2 separate regions of the Delphinus delphis genome follow, and region 1 is linked to region 2. A link is a contact called in public Hi-C data. All regions are on one chromosome and are shown on one strand. Each heading gives the region's core, a stretch centred on a gene start, on an enhancer-like site or on the middle of the called end of the contact. The rest is flanking DNA. Distances are from core to core; before and after follow the strand shown. Region 1 holds the start of MVK (mevalonate kinase). Region 2 holds the start of GLTP (glycolipid transfer protein).

Region 1 (3,393 bases), core at 728-3,227, 250 kb before region 2:
ATTATTTATTTAATTCTCATTCCAGAATTTTCCATCAATTTCTAGTGCCGCGTGACATACAGGATCTTAGTTCCCTGACCAAGGATCGAACCCATGCCCCCTGCAGTAGAAGCGTGGAGTCTTAACCACTGGACTGCCAGGGAAGTCCTAGAATTTGGAAGAACTTTAAGATGGAATCTGCCATGTCTTTCTTTGCATTTTTCACCTGTCCCCACCCTACCTTTGTCTCCTGTTTTGGTGTAGATCTTGGGGAGCTTGGGTGTCTTCGAGGAAGGCCTAAGGAGAAATAAACATCAAGAGATGATGAGTGAGGACGGCATATATACTGGGGCACGTCCTTCAGTGGGTCACAGTTTGCTACCCATATCCTCAGAGGCAGCACTTACCCCCTTCTGCTTGGATCTCTTGAAATCTTTCCCCTCCGTTCCTCTTAGTTTTAAGCCCTTTGTGGGCAAGTTCTATGTCTTGCCACACCCGCATCTGCAGAATAGCTGATGTAGTGCATTGCTCAATGCAGACGCTCTATAAATATTGGCTGAAAGAATTTATCGATCACTTTCCATAGTCTCTGCACTGTGCTAAGTGAATTACAGGCATTATCTCCTTGAATTATCCCTGGAATCTTCCCAAGCACTACCTATGATGTTCATTTTTTTTTTTTTTTGCGGTATGCGGGCCTCTCACTGTTGTGGCCTCTCCCATTGCAGAGCACAGGTTCCGGACGTGCAGGCCCAGCGGCCATGGCTCACGGGCCCAGCCTCTCCATGGCATGGGATCTTCCCGGACCGGGGCACGAACCTGCGTTCCCTGCATCGGCAGGCGAACCTTCAACCACTGCGCCACCAGGGAAGCCCGTTCATTTTGTTTTTGAGGAATCTGTAGCTGACGGGATGAGACTCTTCCTCCTAGGTCACCACGGGAAGAAACGGTAGGGCTGGGATTCTTGCCCAAGACTATCGACACCCCAAAACTGTTACCTCTGCTCTACCAAGCCAGGGACTCTTGGAGGGAAAAATCCCTGGGCCATTACCATACTGTAAAGCTTCATGTATACTCCGAAATGGAGAATTGCCAAAACAGGGTTCGAAAACTGGCATTTTCAAATAGCAACACCTTTAATAAAGACGTCAACATTAAAATGTGACATTAAAAGGTTATTCAAAGGTTAAATTACTGGATCTGTGAAATAGATTAATCCATTATTAAGTCAGGGTCTGAGGTCCGGAAACGGGGTGCAAGTTTCAAGGTATATGATGACAGCCATCTTTAGACCGTATTGGTGTATCTCTGTGCCTTAAAGTATAAACTGCTTTGGAGAGAGGTTAATATCCGAATCGAGGCCCCTCCTGATTGTGAGGCCAGGCAAGATGACCCTCTTGGCTCACATGGGATATGCCCTGTCCTGATGGATGCTGGGCTTCGTTTGGACTTGTCTTGCGCCAAGAAACCTTGGTCTCTGGCTTCCACGGAGCCCACGTTGCCACGGTGACGTCACGACTAAAGAGGACGTCACCTGGCGATTGCTGCGGTGACCTCCCAGCGGTTTGACGTAACCACGGCGACAACATAACTCAGGGCAGGTGCCTGAGTTACCCTCCCAGCCAGGTACTCACCTGTCCCCGTCTTCCACGCCCTGGGGGCCGCGGCTCTGGAAACGGGGACACAATAGCTTGCGGGCGCCGAGGCACCCGCGCAAGCCAAGGCGACCTCCCAGGCCCCACACAGCCATGGTCCAAGGATCTGGTAGGGGACTGACCCTGCCAGGCTCCCGTCCAGACCCCGGGGTGACTCCACCTACCTCCGGCCGCACCACCCATCAGCCGCCATCTTCCATTGGTCCGTGGCTCTCTCCCCAGGGCGGGACACTCCCAGAGACTTGTTTCTCATTGGTTTACGGAAGGAGTTGGGCGGGGAAACCCGTGAAGACTTAGTTAGCAACAGCTATTGGCCAACTCTCAAGCCAATTGGTAAAGGGGCTCTCGGCTCGCGCGCTCTGATTGGCTGAGCGAAGGAAGAGGCCTCTTGCCCCCGCCGCCCGCGAGCTTGGGGATGGAGTCCCGGAGCGGCTCGAGCTCGGAAGCAGAACCCCTGTGGCGACAGGTGAGAGGTCGGGGTCCCGGGACAGGGTGGCGCGGAGTCCGAGGCCGAGACCCAGGACGACCCTGGACCGGGCTCCCGGCTTCTCTGGCTTAGTTTCCCCAACTCTGAGAATCCGTCCTGACGAGCCGGCAACCTGGAATCTGACAGACCGGATTTGGAGTTTCGGACAAGCGATAGGCCCCCCCCACTCCGAGCCTGAGTTTCCCCCGCTAAGAAACAGGAATCACTGTAGTATATACTTAGCGCATAGTGCGGTTCTGGTCTCACGCTATTGAGGTAAACCCTTAAATGGATGGTAGTTTTGCATTATTTATAAAAATCTAAAACGCGCACACGTACGCCCAACAAGTCGCTTTCTAGGACTTTGTCTTGTAGAGAGCCTGACTTAAGTGTGCAAAAAAAAAAAAAAAAGTATAACAGCTGTTTTCTGCACCCTGTTTGTAATTGTGAAACGTTAGAAACAGCCTAAATGTCCAGGAAAAGGTTCCTTCCGGTTCATGATTTCATTTAAATTTCTATCTTTAATAGTAGTAATAATAAAAGCTGGAACCAAGAACAGAGCCATTAATAAGTAACTATGAGTATTTGAGTGATTATGGTGTGCGAGACCATAAGTGTTTCCCTTGCATTATTTAGTTTAATCTTCTCAAAACCCATTGAGGTAACTACAGTTATTGTCCCCGTGTAACTTTTGAGGCTTATAGCTATTTGAGTGAGTTAGCTAAGATGATATCATAGCTATTTGAGTGAGTTAGCTAAGATGATAAGGGGAGTGGAAGAGCTGGATTTGAACCCAGATCTATTTGATGTGTCTAGCTGACTGCTACCTTGCACTGCTTTTTTGGGCACATAGCAAATGCTGATGGTAGCTGCCTTTTTTATTATAATGGTGAGCTTGAACTAGGCATTTTCTAAGTTCTGGGGACCTTCCATCCTCTTTCTGGCTTTCCTTTTCAGGACTCCCAGGAGCCATGTTGTCAGAAGTCCTGCTAGTGTCTGCTCCAGGGAAAGTCATCCTTCATGGAGAGCATGCCGTGGTCCATGGCAAGGTACAAGGCCCCCTGAGCCTCTGAGGATTAGGAACTGCTTCTCCCTGATGCTAACCTTAAAAGAAGCTGAAAGGAAGCCTTGAGGCATAGCTTGGGAGTACATCAGAGAGGAGGTCAGTTTCTCCCCAGCTGGGCAAAGAAAAGACAGGTCTTAGGCCCTCTGAAGGGCTTCTCTGGCCCACCCAGTAAGAGAGCAAAAAGATGACATGGAAAGCCCCGTGGGTGGAATGAGGCCACTTAGGAA
Region 2 (3,474 bases), core at 328-2,827:
TCTTTGCCGCTAGCCTAGGAGATCAGCATGCCCATTTCACAGATGGGGATGCTGAGGCTCAAGAGGTGGAGGAGGAGAGCTGGCACACGACTCCACGTAGTCACAACCACCCCAGAGCCCACGGCACTTCAGGGACTACTGCCCACCATGAGCCCTGGTCACCCACTACGGGGCAAAGGGAGTGACTGCCCCAGGTGCCACTTCCCTTCAGTTCAAGTCAGTGTCAAGGTTCTGTCAGTTTGCGGGTTTCAGCTAGACTCTGCCCTCCGGACTGGTCTCTTCCTGCAAGGCCACCAAATGAAACAGCAGGGCGGGGCGCTGGGCAAGCCCACATAGAAGAGGAAAAAGCAGAGCTCAGGTTTCAGCCTTTACTCAGGACCAGCAAAGCAAAGGGCAGGGGCCGATGGTACTGTCTTCAGTTTCCCATTTTCCATCCAGGGTGTGGGCTGGGCTGAGGGATGGGAGAAAGGAAGGTCTGCAACCAGCTCAGTGCTCCTATGACCTCCCAGGGCATGACATATGGAGGAGGGGTCTTTCCCTTTTGGACCCCATCCCAAGCACTCCATGTCTGATGTCGCCCCACATAGCAGCCCCCCTGTCCTGAACCCTGTTCTAAATGGAGGGAAAGCTTTAGGTGGTTCTCCCTAGGAACGGGCCCCAGAGTTTTGCGACTCCCTCCAAAAGGCCCCTCCTCACCCTGCCAGGCTTCCTGCCCTTGGAGTGGGGGTGGTGGGTGGTGTCTCTGATCTGAAATTAGGGAATTCTAAGGAAAGAAGTGTTCACAAGGTCCCATGAGGGAGAGGCTGGGAGAATTTACAGAAAAGAGGGGGTTTATGAAATGGGGGGGATTCATTTTAAGGGGAGGGAGTTGAGAGCCACTCTGAAAGGGAAGAGGGGGATGATAGGGTGAGAGATGTTTTCGGGGAGATGGGGGATTGGAGGATTGGGGATTTGGAAGAGTAGGGGTGTCTGTGGGGAGAGGACGACTGGGGTGCACCAGGAGGCGGAGAACTGCCAGCATCTGAAGGACATGTTGGCATGTGAGGTGTCTGGGGAGACAAAAGGGTTGGGAGAGTCTGAGGGAGATGGAGGATATGGGGATGGCTGGGAAGAGATGAAGGATGTGACATGTTCAGGGGAAAGAGGATTTGGGAGCGGGCAGGGATAGGGAAAATTTGGGGTGCTTGGAGAAAAAGGGCATCTTGGGTGCGTGGGGAATTAGGATTTGCGGTGTCTAGTTGAGGGATGGTTGGGGGATGCTCAGGAGAAGAAGGATGCGGGTGCGCTCTGGGTCAGGGCTGCGGGCCAGCTCCCCTCTTCACCCCGGCTCACCGAAGAAGGGCGGCAGGTGGGACACCGCCTCCAAGAAGGGCCCCGTCTCGATCTGCTTGTCCGCGGGCAGGGGCTTCAGCAGGTGCTCCGCCAGCAGCGCCATTTCGGGGTCGAGGCCCTTGGGGATGCCCCAGCCGGCGCCGCGGGCGTCCACACCGCCCCCCGGGCCGCCGCCGTCAGCTCCGGGGCCGTCACTGCCGCCCGCAGCAGGATCAAGGGACGCCAGCGTCGCCACTTCCGCCCGCTCCGCGCCCGCGTAGACGAGCAGTCAGCGCCGCCCGCCGGCCGAGCGCCTAAGCTGCCGGACGCCCCGCCCCGCCCGTCCGCCCGTCCGCCCGCGCCCAATCCTCGCCCACGGCCGCGGACCTCCGCGTCACCATTGGCCGAGGGGCGGGGCTAGCCCGCCCGGCGCGAAAGCGCTCCGACTCGTGGATCCAGGTACGCCCAGGTGAGCCGCTCCCAGGTGACCCGTCCTCGGGTGTGTTACCTGCCGCCCCCGGCGTGGCACACCCCCAACTAGGCGGGCTGGCTTGGGCCGAGTCCTCGCCTGATGGACCAGGTCACAACTCACAACCCATCCACCAGCCCAGGTTACAGCCCAATCCAGCCAGCGTCCCTTAGGACATCTGTTTCCCCGCAAACAGAGCCTGTCTTCCAACAGCCCCCAGTGACGTTTTGGACACTGCTGTGGTCACAGTTCTCTTTGGCTACAACCACTGGGGACGCATAATTCTTCTCCGTGAGTGATCCTATGCCTGTTGGACACTGCTCAAGTCACAAGTTAACTCAGCCATGCCTAACTAGGACTCCTGTTACCTGAAATCTGGGGTCGAGTCTGACTTCAACAGTCTGATATTACCTGATGGATTCAGCCCAGTTTACAATCCAACTCAATCAACACCTGACTGATGCTTGTTTCCTCAAACCTGACCTCAGCCCACTAGCTCAGAGTACACGCCTGTCACAACCTGGAGCACAGCTCACCTCAGCCAAAACCCACCTAGATGCTTGTGTCCCAAAATCTAGCACACAATTGTTGAGAGGTCATTCATTCCAGAATAAATAATTAACTGTGCCCCCACTATGTGCCATGCACTGTGCTAGGCATTGAGGATAAAGTGATGAAAAGTACAGCAAAATATCTGCTCCTGTGAGGCTGACATTCTAGTTGGGGAGACAATACAACCCAACACAATACAATACATTATAACACAATACACAAATAAGACAACTTCAAATACTAAGTGTAAACAAAGAAACTAAAACAAGGTGGAGTGCCAGGGAATGACTGAGGACATGACTGGGATAGGATGTAGAGAGTTAGGGGCAGTGAGTACCTATGAAGTGGTGACATTTGATCCAAGACCTGAGGGAGAAGTAGGAGACAGCCAGAGTGGCTGGGACATGTGCAAAAGCCTTAAGGTGGCAAAAAACTTGGTGTGTGCAAGCAGCCAGGGGGGACGGGGGAGGGAATGGGAGTGGAGCAAGTGCGAGGAAGAGGCAGAGGAGTGGAGGGATAGGAATTGAGCTCAGGGAGGTGAGCAGGGGCTTGTTGGGTTAGGTAGAGTGTGGTATAGTTTGGATTTTATCCTAAGGACAATGAGAAATCACCGGTGTCAGAAAAATAATTGCCAGACCTTATTCAATATTTTCAATTTAATCTTTCAGGGGGCAAATGGGAGAAGAGGCTGTTCCAAACCAAGGACACGACCCACGTACAGTCAGGAAATGAGAGGGTCTGGGGGAGACAAGGCTATCATCACTTTTCACCCATGACCCACACCCTGACATGTCCCATAAAGTCAGCTCACCCACTAATAGCAAGCCCAAGCCATCAACTTTGGCTTGTTCCCACCCCACCCAACTTCACCCCCTCAGGCATCCTAAGATACCATCTCCTTGAAGCCTCCCTCACCAGTCCTCCCAGCACTTTGACCCAGTGCCAGAACCCCACCTACATTTCAGACACTGCCATTAATTCCACAGAAAGATCACAACCCACATGGGGACCTCCAGCCTCAGACAATGCCCTGATTTCTCAACTTGCTCCATTGCAGCCAAACCACCAGAGATTATGGCTGATATAAAAAATTCAAGTCTGGAAGAATTGTCTTGCCATGGAACATGGGTTTAAGATGCTGC

Evidence for each region. Hi-C and Micro-C count contacts between places; a contact is called where the count stands out from the background.
Region 1: a contact with region 2 is called in a Hi-C map of lung, with 4 times the contacts expected there. The contact joins the promoter of MVK here to the promoter of GLTP in region 2. A contact is called at or near these places in 2 of 3 Hi-C or Micro-C datasets (lung and muscle).

Annotation. Positions count from the first base shown.
Region 1 is chr13:17,390,248-17,393,640 of mDelDel1.2, reverse strand. MVK (mevalonate kinase) reads left to right here and starts at 1,977. Exons shown (of 12, transcript XM_060028220.1): 1 at 1,977-2,100; 2 at 3,058-3,149. The coding sequence starts at 3,072. It overlaps MMAB (metabolism of cobalamin associated B), which reads right to left and starts at 1,765. Exons shown (of 9, transcript XM_060028222.1): 1 at 1,614-1,765; 2 at 221-276. The coding sequence starts at 1,729.
Region 2 is chr13:17,141,503-17,144,976 of mDelDel1.2, reverse strand. GLTP (glycolipid transfer protein) reads right to left here and starts at 1,577. Exons shown (of 5, transcript XM_060029401.1): 1 at 1,333-1,577. The coding sequence starts at 1,435.